2 separate regions of the Sus scrofa genome follow, and region 1 is linked to region 2. Evidence: chromatin contacts called from public Hi-C data. All regions are on one chromosome and are shown on one strand. Each heading gives the region's core, a stretch centred on a gene start, on an enhancer-like site or on the middle of the called end of the contact. The rest is flanking DNA. Distances are from core to core; before and after follow the strand shown.

Region 1 (6,398 bases), core at 682-3,181, 110 kb after region 2:
GGCCAAGATTTATCGTAGCAAAAAGACATGAAGCTAAATCAGGCCTTTCTAAAGGCACAGCACGCACAGGCCTGCCACGTTAACTCTTCTGCACAGGTAGATTGAAAGGATGAGATTGAGACACGAAGTTGCAAGATTCACCGATTTGTTACTACAAAAATGGCAGTTGTGTGCAGTTCAACCTCTAGTTCTGTCTTCTGGTTTATTCTCCTAAGGCTGTGTGTGTAGCCCCGGGGGCTGTTTTCTACAAAGTCCTACCCATACAGAGCTGGGGGTCGAAGCCTCAAGGTGTACTATTTCCCAGCCCACATGCCATATTTTATTTAAAATAGTGACAGAAAAACATTATTTTTAGTAGATGTCAAGACCACCTATCATTCAGTGAGTTTAAACTCAGCATGGTCCCTGAGATTGTAGCCATAAATATCCTCCAAGAGTAAGCCTTTTTACTAAATTAAGCATTTGTTGGACCAGTTACCTCGATGGTTGAGAGGAGATGCTTCAGTCAGACCATACAGCCAAAAATAGAAACAGAGCAGTGAGAACGCCATGAAGCTGAGGGGAGGGTTTTGCAAAGAATGCAATAAATCTTAGAGGATGTGCGTTATAGAGATACATTTGTGGCACTTCCTGAGGCTGCAGGATTTTTACTCAAAAGTTCCAAGTGTCCGCTGCCTCCCTATTCTGTTGCAGAGTGATTTAGAGACAGTCCCAGACCACAAGGGTGCTTCTCTCCATCCATCCTCTTGTCTTTCACACTCTCACATGTGACACTAATGGAATAAAGCTTTCAAGCCAGCAGGAAGATCAATAAAAATTTTATAAGGCTAGCAAAGACTGACTGAGCATCATAGTATATGGCTCAATTTTCTTTAAAAAAAAAAATGAAGGAAAAGAGATTGAAATAAATAATCCTGGAATGTTACCTGAGTCGTTTTAAAAATAGTATTATTTTAATGGTAAATTTAAAAGTAGTACATGTGATCCTAACCTGCTAGTTACCTAGAATTTCCAGATTTTTAAATGTTGAAAATCTTAAATGAGTAAATTGCTTTTTTCATTGTGTTCTCGAACAGTAAAGCACACTGCACTTTGTTTAAAAAAAAAAAAAAAGCCTCTCAGAAGATTTTATTTTCGTGTTATTATAATTGAAGGGGTTTTATTTAGTTTTGTTTTCTTTTTAGGGCCGCACCCGCAGCATGTGGAGGTTCCCAGGCTAGGGGTCTAATCAGAGCTGTAGCCACCAGCCTACACCAGAGCCACAGCAACGCAGGATCTGAGCCATGTCTGCGACCTACACCACAGCTCGTGGCAACGCCGGATCCTTAACCCACTGAGTGAGGCCAGGGATTGAACCCGAAACCTCATGGTTCTTAGTCGGATTCATTAACCACTGAACCACGATGGGAACTCCGGGGTTTTTTTAGTTGGTTGGTTTTTTAAGGCTCATACTTAATGTGATGATAACTTGGAAGGTATTAAATTTCAGAAAATTGTTATCTCTCCAAGCCCCAGAGAGACAGATGATTTTCCCAAGCCAGGTTGTATCCTGAAAACCCTGCCAATAAGTCCTACCTACCTGAGGCCCCCAGAGATGGGATTGTAGCTGAGCTGAAAACCCCTGAAAGCAGCAGCAGAGCTAGACTCTGCTCCCCAGGACCACTGTCACCAAGTTGATACAGGTCTGCTTTTCCTGTTAGCACTGAGCCAGCACAGCCCAGAGGAACTAGAAACCCCGTTTCCCACCTTTGTGTAGGAATAGGGGGAGGACGGGAAATACCTTCCACCATTTCTCCAGCCTTGCAGTGGACCCAGCAGTCTCAGTTCATTTTCACGACCTGCAGGTGTTCCTTCGCTCCAGATGGGGAAATTAAGACCGTAAGCGTGAGTGACGGGCTGAGGATTCACAGCTCACAAGCGGCAGAGCCAGGTCAGCTGACTCCAAAGCACATACCGCCTCCTGCACAACCACAGACACAGAGCTCCACACTGTAGAGTGCCGTTAAGTGTGGGAGGCCCAGGACCTCCAAGAAGAGTGTAAAAGTTGAGAGAAGGAGGGCTGAATATTTGCCAAACACCTTCTATGTGCCAACCTGTATCATGGATTTACATACACCTTTTCGGCTAATCCTCCCGGTAACCCTGTGAGTTTGGCAGTTTCGCCCCCATATTATCTATGCAGAGACATCAAGAAGCTTTCAGAAGGTCACTCAGCTAGTAAGTAGGACTCACAGTTTAACCCCAGTCTGTCTGAATCTGTCTTCCCTCCTGCCATGATAGTGTTAACCAGAGGTTTTTGGAGAAATGAGGACCCTTACAGGCGTGGAAGGAAATGATTGCTATAAAAGCAAAAATATGGCCTGAAAACTTTAGACAAAGTTTCAATCTAATGGTTAAAAATTAACAGCACATGATCTTGGGCTAAACCACCTGACCACTTTTAGAATTACCTTTATTTTACTAAACTTAACCCATTAGTTTTATATGAACAGAATGAATTTTAAGATGGGTTTTAAATTTGTCTTGTTATGAATAGGGCTCAGAAGGTCTGCTGTGGTAGAAATGAATTCCTGAGATCCAGATAATAAAGCAGGGCAGACAGATGTTCAGCTCGAGTGGATTTAATAAAAGTTCAAAATAGAGATCAACTGGCATGCAAGTAACCAGACCTCCAGCTTAATTGAAATTTATTTTTTACATTTGCGTTTTAAGACAAAGCAAATTACAGTAGGGAAAAAAAAGGAACGCTTTTATCACAGATTCATCAGGGATTATTGGGAAAAGTCACTTGCACCGAACATGTGTTTTTAATCTCCTCCACCGTCTGCTGTAGCGTAATATTCAGCTAGGATTGATGTCTGTTTTCTGGACCTGGGGGCATGGCAGATAGTCACTGGAGACAGATTAAATTATGTCAAACATAACAAGGCAAGAAAAAAATGAATAGACTTGAAATATATTCTAAACAAGTGGTCCTAATTATCTTTCAGTTAACTAAAAAGAGAAGACCCCTTAAACAGCTTACTAATCAAGGCTTTACATGCTGTGTACTGGGGGTGACTATATAATAAAGTGTATAAAGTATTGCAAATCTGTGTGATACTTTCTGGTTACCTTTCATAAGTATTAACTTCTTTATGAGCAGTTTTAGGAAGACTTCCTTGCAGGATACATGGATAGTTGTTCTATCCATAGTAAGCACCAGTGGTTCCAGTTGTCAATTTTGGGTCTTTAAGGGCTGCCTCTAAAGTTGTGAGCAATAGGCCAATAGTAACTAGTGTGAACTTTACCCGCCACGTGGTAATAACTAGCAACTTGTTTGTGGCAAGTGAGATGAGAGCATGTGTTAGAGCAGTCAGTGTTCATGTTTGACCCTGTTATTTAAAGCCAACAAACTGTTTGAAATTGGGCAATTAAAAATAGTGATAAGATCCTTTCTAGTATTTAGTCTGGTTTTCTATGCTAGCTAATACTACATGTAATTGAGAGAGAGCTGTACAAATTTGGTATATTCTTCATTCAGAGGACAAAGATAAATCAGAGTTCCCATCGTGGCTCAGTGGTTAATGAATCAGACTAAGAACCATGAGGTTGCAAGTTCGATCCCTGGTCCTTGTTCACTGGGTTAAGGATCTGGCATTGCCATGAGCTGTGGTGTAGGTTGCAGACGTAGCTCGGATCCCGTGTTGCTGTGGCTCTGGCGTAGGCCGGCAGCTACAGCTCTGATTAGACCCCTAGCCTGGGAACCTCCATATGCCACGGGTGTGGCCCTAGGAAAAAAAAAAAAAAGATAAATTAGTAAATTTAGTGACTTTTTTTTTAGGACATCTTATGTACCATTTTTAAATTTAGCGTTCCTGAAGCATAATTACTATCACACCTTTTAGGCTGGAAAACCTTGAACAAATGAGTCTTACTTTCTAGTTATTATCTGTTTCCCTCAGCCTGTTAGAAGAGATAATATGTGCTATGTCGGGGGATAAGAGCTCCTCAGAGCGGGGAGTGGTGGGGATGAAATTTTCAATAGGTTGAGAGGACTCTAATGTCACATTTGAGCAGAGAGCCAGTGGAAGTGAAGGGGAGACCTGTGTTGACATCTGGGAGAAGAACATTTCAGGTACAGGCCAAGCTCTGAGGTGGACTAAGTAAGATCTGAGCAGAGTAATTAAGAGGGAAAGGGGTACAAGGTAAAGGCCTAACCATATAGTACCTTGCATGCCATGGACAGACCATGAATGTTACCCTTTTAAATTTCTTAATCTTTTAGTCCTGGTACTACTACTACAATTTACAGGGCAATATACCTGATGTAGTACAAAGAAAAAGCTACAACAGATGAAAGACCTCAGGAGTGTACATCTAATTGACACTGCATTCTGTTCATCAATAGCTGCACTTTTTGCAAACTGTGGCTTTGACTGCCTTGAACAAGAGGGGTTTCCTGTTTAAACTGCATAACTTTTCTAACTATAGATCATTGTTCCTTCCGTGGCAGATTTTTACAGTTCCTCCAATGCATTTAGGCTGACTGATGGAAAGTCAGCTTTTTCCTGACAATACCTGATGCTCTCTCCTGCTGAGAACTGGAGCCCTTTTCTGCTGAGTGTTTAGAACCTTTTGCTACTATATCCACCACTTCCACCACCAGATCCATAACCACCACTATAGGGACTGCCCAAGGTTATTGAATTTTACTGAGTGGGATGGCAGCTGTAAGAGAACTTGGAGCTGAGGGAGTTCCCATCATGGTGCAGCAGAAACTGATCCGACTAGGAACCATGAGGTTGCGGGTTCGATCCCTGGCCTCGCTCAGTGGGGTAAGGATCTAGCGTTGCCATGAGCTGTAGTGTAGGTCACAGACGCGGCTCGGATCCCACATGGCTGTGGCTGTGGTGTAGGCCGGCAGCTACAGCTCCAATTCAGCCGCTATCCTGGGAACCTCCATGTGCCGTGGGTGTGGCCCTAAAAAGATAAAAAGACAAAAAAAAAAAAAAAAGAAAAAGAAAAAGAAAAACTTGGAGCAGGGAATGGGGAATGACGTGACTTATGATTTAATGGGATCACTCTGGCTGCTGAGATGAGATTTGCCTGAGGAGGATCAGTGGTTGAATCAGGTAGACTGGTTAAGAGGAGTTCCCACTGTGGTGCCATGGGTTAAGAATAGGACGGCAGCAGCTCACGTCACTGAAGAAGTGCGGGTTCAGTCACCAGCCTGGTGCAATGGGCTAAAGGATTTGGCGTTGCTGCAGCTGCAGCATAGATTGCAGCTGCGGCTTGGATTCAGTCCCTGGTCCAGGAACTTCCACATGCTATGGGTGAGGCCATTTAAAAAAAAAGAAAAAAAAGATACTGCAGCCACACAGGGAAAAGATGACCAGAAAGGCACTGGTAGAGAGGATGTTTCATAAGGTAGAGCTGGAACAACTAACTAGTGGATCAGATTTTGGGAGGAGAGAGGTCGAAAATGACTCCGAGGCTCTGGGTGTCTTCTGCTTGAGACTGGCATTACCTGAGACTGTGGGTGGAACAGGTTTTAAGGCAAAGGGTAGGAGGCAGGGGCAATCAGGGTTTGGTTTTTTACATGATATCTGAGAAGTAGCAAGTATGTTTTAAATAATCTTTTGAAAATAACATTAAATGAAGTGATACATGGAGTTCCTGTCATGGCACAGCGGTTCGATCCCTGGCCTCGCTCAGTGGGTTGCTGTGAGCTGTGGTGTAGGTTGCAGACACAGCTCGGATCTGATGTGGCTGTGGCTGTGGTGTAGGTCAGCAGCCATAGCTCTGATTTGACCCCTAGCCTGGAAACCTCCATGTGCTGTGGGTGTGGCCCTAAAAAAAACAAAAAACAAACAAAAAAACCAAAAAAAACCCAACTTACCTGGTCCTGGAGAACCCTATACTTTTTAGAACCAGAGAATTGACTGATATTTCTGCTCTTTATTCCTTTCCCAGAATACATTTCACTTAGTCTCTTGAATAGTCTTTGTTATTGAATATTTGCTAAAGGCTTTTCCAAAATCCTAGTAAATTATATCCCCTCATTTCCTTTCAGTGACCTTCTGCATTATATTCTTGGAATTTTTTGGTTCCTAATGTAGAATTTTCTAAGAACAAAGATCAGAGACTCTTAAGTTCCAACCATACTTCCTCATGGTTGCTTTATGTATGAACTGACAGCTGAGAACTGCTGGCCTGTTCATGGACCCTGAAGACACCACTGCTGTAGGACTGGTCACTTGAGCTGAGGCCATTGTTTCTGGGGTCTCCTTCCCACTGAATAGTATGCTCCTTAAGGGCAGGGATTGAACTTAATATTGGTGTTTCCTGAATCTTGCCTAATACTTGATACAACGGCTAACAATGAATGTTGACTGAATAAATTTTAAGAAACTAAG
Region 2 (5,913 bases), core at 2,937-5,436:
TCATTCACTGTAGCAAGAGTCTATGCACATAGGCCTGTCACTTACCTTGCAACCTTGGGCAAATGAATTAACCTCTCCAAGTCTGTTTCCTCATTTGAAACGGGAGAAATAACATGGGGTTGTTGTAAAATTTAAATAAAGTGATGCAGGTGTGGTTTTAACGCAGTGCTCAGCAGAGAGTACTCACTGAGAAGCTGCCTACTATTGTTCTCTCTTACCAGTCATTCAAACGTATTTATTAAATACTTACCGGGTACCACATACTGTGGTGCATGAACAAGGCTCAGGTCTTGTCCCTGAAATTCACTGTCAGAGGTGGAATTTAGACAATAGACAAGAGTACATGTAGCAAATGCTATGGTTACATCTGACTGCCAGAGGGAATCAAGAAAAGCTTTACAGAGAAGAGGAGAAGGTCAGCACTGAGCCCTGAGCCCAGAAAGACCATTTGTAACCAAACAATTATGCACAGGTGGTGAGAAACAAAACTGGAATTTGCTTGGAAAAGTAGATCCAATGTTTCTTTTTAATCACATTTTGACTTCTTTCTCCAACTTCTGTCATTTCATTTTTTTTTTTTTTCATTCATTCCTAAACTTGGCAGTGAAGAAATATTGCTAACCCACTGGAATGCCTGCTCTGTGTGAGGCACTGTAGCATCACAAAAGAAATGCATGAAGTCCATCAAGTTAAGAGTGCAGGCAATGCATGTGTGTTATCACAGACATCTGCAGTGTGTAAACAAATAAAACAATCAATGGCTCCAGACTTTATGGACACCTGTGAGGAAAGAGAAGACAGAGTAATTAATCTCATCAAAGAGACAAATTTGCAGTAGGAAATCACATCTCATCTGTGTTAAAGGCTGGACAAGTGGCAAGCTCAGTGACCCTGGAGAGGTTCAGGGGACAGGTTTGCTGGGAGCCAGGGCAGGTGGAAGAGGCTTCACTGAGGAGGTGGATCTCAAACTGGGTCTTGCAAAGAAAGGAAGTACTGAACTAGTCAGGACTGGAGACATCATTCTGGGCAGAGAGCACCAAGAATAAAGGCAGAAAGAGATTTTCAAGGTGTTCTAGAGAAAATCAACGACTTTTACATTGCATTAAGGCACACAAAAAAAATCTAACTCATTTTAGCTCTAACTTGGCTGGAAATACAAATTTTAGAGGTGAAACGTGGAAAATGGAAGAAGAGAGCTCAGAATATGATTGGGGGTGGTCAGGGAAGGAAGTGAAGTTAGTATTTCATTCCGCAGAAATGTGGGATCTATGAAAGTTTTTGAGCACAGGAGTGTGTGTAAAATAGTTGTGTATTAGAAGATTAACCTGAAGAAGTTGGGTTGGGTAAATTAGAGGGAATGAAATTAGAGAAGTTCAGAGACTGTTTCAGATGTGAATGAGTGTCTAGAAGGAGTAAGAACAATAGGAGTTAAACAATGAATTGACAAGATGAGGGAAATCTGATTTGGGCAGTGAGGACAAAGCAGAGGAAAGGATAGATGCTGAGTCTATGTGAGTAAGAGAAGAATCCAAAAATAGGCAAGTTTGAAATTGGATTGTGATGATCATTGTACAACTACAGGTATGATAAATTCATTGAGTAATAAAAAAAAAATAGGCAAGTTTGAAGAGGGAGCTGGTTTGGGACATGCTGAATTAATGGCAGGGCATCAGGCTAGAATGTGTGGAGACCCTTGAGAATGCACTGGTGAAAGTCAGGACTGAGGTCAAGGGTATAGATTCTGGATTTAGGAGTCACTTGGATGGAGATAATAGTAAGTGAGAGCTGTGCCAAACGGTAGTGATAGAAAGGTTCCTCGTTTTAGGAGGAGGAATGTTTCAGGTTGAGTTGAGAAGGAGGAGGAATTTAAATCAGCAAAAAAAAAGATGAGAACTGACCACAGAGAAATGAGAAAAACCAGGCCAGTTGTGTAAACCAAGAGGCAGATGATCAGGGGTAAGGGCTGCAGAAATTCTAGGAGAATGCTGGGTTTAAAAAAAAAAAAATGATAATAACAGGTCATTTGATTTTGTGACCTGGAAAGTTTTTAAAAACAGGTGAGAAAGACCATAGCTGGCTAAACAAAGATGGTAAGATGAAGATGGCACCAGACAAAGTCCACACATTTATTACCTTTGGTGAGCAACAGGTATGACAATTGATTTGTGAGGGAGTCAAAGGAAGAGATTTTCAGAATCAAAGACAAGACAGAGCCCTTTGAATGAAGACACGTAGGGAGAAAGGAGGGATGAAGTTACAAAGGAGACAGGAGGGGCGTGGGTGGCATTAAGAAGTTCAACTCCTCCCCTGGAAAGGGGATGGTGATGTTTTGGAGAGCTTTTGAGATGGCCGTGGGAGCTCAGGACAGATGGCTTCTGTGTTCTAAGCAAAGTACAACATGAAGTACAACGTGGTGGTGTGTGACATTTAGCAGATGTCACCCATTCCCGCAATCCCACACTCCATTCCCGCAATCCCGCACTCCATTCCCGCAATCCCGCACTCCTGCAACAGGCCACCCTGTTCCAGACACCGCGTGAGGTTTGGAATGCAAAGTCTGTACAGGGACCTTTGTGCAGAATTTCGTTATGTTTCCTACTCATTTATTTTTGTATAACTTTTGACAAGCTGATACATAAGTTATCAAAAGAATGGGAGAGGGATAAATGTACACAAAACCAAAAACCACACATACACAAATGCAAACACCGATAACTCTGTCTTCACTTTTTGATGGAGGTGATAGGGATGTCAAAGAAAGAACTCACTGGTTTAAGAAGATGGTATACCAGAAGGCTGAAAACAAATTGCTTCCTTTTCCCTAGGTTCTTCCAGAGAACTCTATGCTCTAAATTCAGCCAAGAGTCTTTCTGATGATCCCAGGAAAGTGTCTTAAACTCTCATGGCTTAAGTAGTAAAAAAATATCTTCGCTTGAGCCCAAGCTGAGGTCTAAAACTACTTCTACCCACGTGGTGGTTTATTTGTATTGATTAGAAGTGTGATAAGAGTGATCTGAATGCAATTTAGGAAGACCATGGGCTAAAGGATCAGTTTACCTAATCTGTTGTAGAAAAGGAACTAAGGGAAAATCTGTAACTACAAACATAACTACAGCAGAAGTGTCCTTAATCAAAGCCTCTACCTAGTTAGCCAGTGACCCAGTGAACCAAATAAAGCCAGGCCACTCCCGGGCTCAGAGTGGCAGGATTTGTAGGCACGGATGTGAGAACTGTCACCCTAGCAAGAAATCCAACACTTCTCAGACACGCTTGGGTGTCCATTAGATTCTGCTAAAGTCCTTGAGAGGCTTTTGAACTGTTGGGAGCTTGCTGGTTGTGTTCAGCCAACCGAGGCCGTGGGAGTGCAGTTCTGTGTAACCAGGCAGAACTGATCGCTGCTTGATTTTGTTCCTTTATGTTTCCATTTATACAGGCTACTTTTTCCCCCCTCAGCATTTTGTTGCTTAACATTTATTTGCTTGTTAGAGCAGAAACTGGTTTCTCCGCAGCGAATAATCTGTTTCTCTACAAAATGAAAAGGTTGCTACCTTTTGCTTTTTTCCTGGTCTTCCGGAGCAAGTCTGAAGTCACAAGGTAATTGCTAATCGACAAGCAAGAATAAGAAAAGCAACTTCACTGGGCACGAGTTTCACTAAATTGTACGCTCTGCGGCTCCAGAATCAGAAGCCTCGGGAAGATACAGGTCATCATCAGTAGTGTCCTAAAACGCAGATCAAGACTGGATCCCCGAGTAGAATCTGGCCTGTGTACTTCGGCTTTCCACGTGGCATCATACTCTGGCAGTTGGGACCATGAACCCCGGCCCTGGCGAAACTAACACTGACCTGGCCACTTCAGAGCTCAGAGCGGAACAGAGCGTCTGGATGTTCTCGCCTCGCTTCGACTGATCCTCAGACCGTCCCAGTCCCTAGTGCCACCGACCCCCCTACCGACCTCCAGGAGCCGGCAGCGGGAACCAGAAGCTCACAGCCCAGGCGCCTAACTCTGCCAGCTGCTGTCTGGGCAAACCCAGGAGCGTCGGTCAGAGCGGCTGCCTCGCCGCACCTGCCCACCAGGGGGCACGCACGAGCGCCGGGCCCAGGCGACAGCAGGCTCGCGGGCGCTCGCTCCCTCCTCCCTCCGCCCTCCCCTGACGGCGCTCACCTGTCTGGGCCGCGGGCCCCGGGGGCGGGGGACCGGCGGGAGCCAAGCCGAGGAAGAGGGCGGAGCGGCTTTCCAGGCGCGTCATCGGAGCACCATGGCGGACCTGGGAGCTGGCGGCGACAGCCACAGGGGCGGCGACGGCGCTGCGCACAGCGAAACAGGTGACTGCGCCGCGGGGGCAGGCGGGGGTCTGGCGGGCGCGGGCGAGGGAGCGGTAAGCGGGGCCGGGGGGCTAGCGCGGGGCCCCGGCGCTCCCCTCCCCCGCCCGGCCGCGGCCGGGAACGGCCGCCCCGGCACGCCGCGCACCGGGCTCGGAGCGCGCCTGCCCTCCGCCGTCCGCAGCCGCGCGTCGGCCGCTTGGCCCGGGCGTCCAAGTCCGCCGGCGTCCGGCCCCAGTTCCGGCCGCCCCTCTTGCGCTCCTCTTCGACTTCCCAACAGGTGCAAACGCTCCAAGGAGCGCAGGAGAGAGGAGGAAATGGAGAAACGCTGGCCTCTCACCTCCCACTTGCCGGGTTGGGTCTAATTCAGTTGAATGGGAAAATCGTATCCCCGAACCAAACCACCAGCCGGAAAAATCCTAGGCCAGGTGCTCCCCGCAGGGTTATCCGTTTCCGCGCAAACCCTCCCGCCTTAACCTGCACACTACGTGCTGGGGTCGCCCGACGCCAGTGGCGCAGCCTCGCGCTCGGTCGGGTGCGATGGTCCCGCGTGAGCAGCGCCCGCTCGCCGCCCGGGAGTCCGCAGTTAACCACCCGCTGAGATCGGGGGGTCGGGAGGCTGGGGGCTGCTTGTCGGAAGCTGGGCAACTGCGGGTGCTGCTGGGCGCTCAGAGATTGGCTGACTTGGAAGGGCCCTCTGCGTTGATGTTTTTAGTCCGTTTACCAACCCAATCTGATCAGGGCGCTGCAGTGTTGAAGACCCCCCTCTCCTCGCAGCCTCCACCCCGCGGTCAGGGGCAGGAGCTCAAATCTCCAAGAGCATTAAGTCCTCCCCTCCCCCATCTTATTATATGTAGACGTTTTTCCCCCTCGAGATACGGTTTTGTTTTTGTTAGGTTGGTTTTTTTTTTTTTTCCTTGAGACCGTCTTGCAGATCTACCCCTCTCTCCCAGTCCTCTCTTCTATTCTTGGCCAGTAAATTGTTTCTGATACCTTCCTACACTTGGAATGGGGGCGGTGAGGCTGTTTCTTATTTTAAAAAGAAACTCAAATTGCAGCCTCTCCAGTGGTATTGTATTTTTCTGCTCACATATAATCGGGAACAATTGTTTCCTAGATGTAAAATTCCTCCCACCCTCAAAAACAGTGTTAATTTAAATGGTATGCTTATTTTAACGTGAAAGGTTCAGACAAGCTATAACAGTATTTTCAAATGATGCATCTGTTCTGCTAGGTTGTTTGGGCACCTAAAGTCTAATGACTTAATCCCTCCAGCCAAAATACCTGAGGTTAAGACAAGGCATCTTGAACTTGTTTACTTGAAGTCACCCTACTTCCTGTAGGGTGGTTTATTTCGTCTTAATGTGCTGGAAAGATTGGCAGGTCATTATTTTGGTTTGGGGTGGGGAAGGGGTAATCAGGAGGACATGCCTTTGTAATTGTTTTGGGGAACTTGATAAACTGGGCGCTGAGGGTTAGGCTCCCCAAGTTGAGGAGAGCGGAAGAAGGGCAGCACCCACACTGAAAATATAAATTGGTTTGGTGCCTAATCCCCACAAAGAAGAAGAAAAAAAAAATACTTCTGAAACAA

Evidence for each region. A called contact is a pair of places that touch in the nucleus more often than the background predicts.
Region 1: a contact with region 2 is called in a Hi-C map of liver, with 4 times the contacts expected there. The contact joins the enhancer-like site here to the promoter of MAP7 in region 2. A contact is called at or near these places in 2 of 5 promoter capture datasets (fetal liver and liver) and 7 of 47 Hi-C or Micro-C datasets (embryonic fibroblasts, epiblast stem cells, heart right ventricle and 1 more).

The regions. Positions count from the first base shown.
Region 1 is chr1:27,711,085-27,717,482 of Sscrofa11.1, forward strand. All of the region lies in intron 1 of MAP7 (ensconsin), which reads left to right. It overlaps LOC110256640 (a long non-coding RNA gene), which reads left to right. Exons shown (of 2, transcript XR_002338427.1): 2 at 1-885. Among named protein-coding and RNA genes, the nearest start is that of MAP7, 110 kb to the left of the region's middle. Within about 2 kb of position 1,932, at least 13 of the 83 cell types and tissues checked have an H3K27ac peak or open chromatin away from gene starts, as enhancers often do. A contact at or near this core is called in fetal liver and liver, where this site is marked.
Region 2 is chr1:27,601,837-27,607,749 of Sscrofa11.1, forward strand. It overlaps MAP7 (ensconsin), which reads left to right and starts at 4,187. Exons shown (of 17, transcript XM_021072662.1): 1 at 4,187-4,325. The coding sequence starts at 4,259.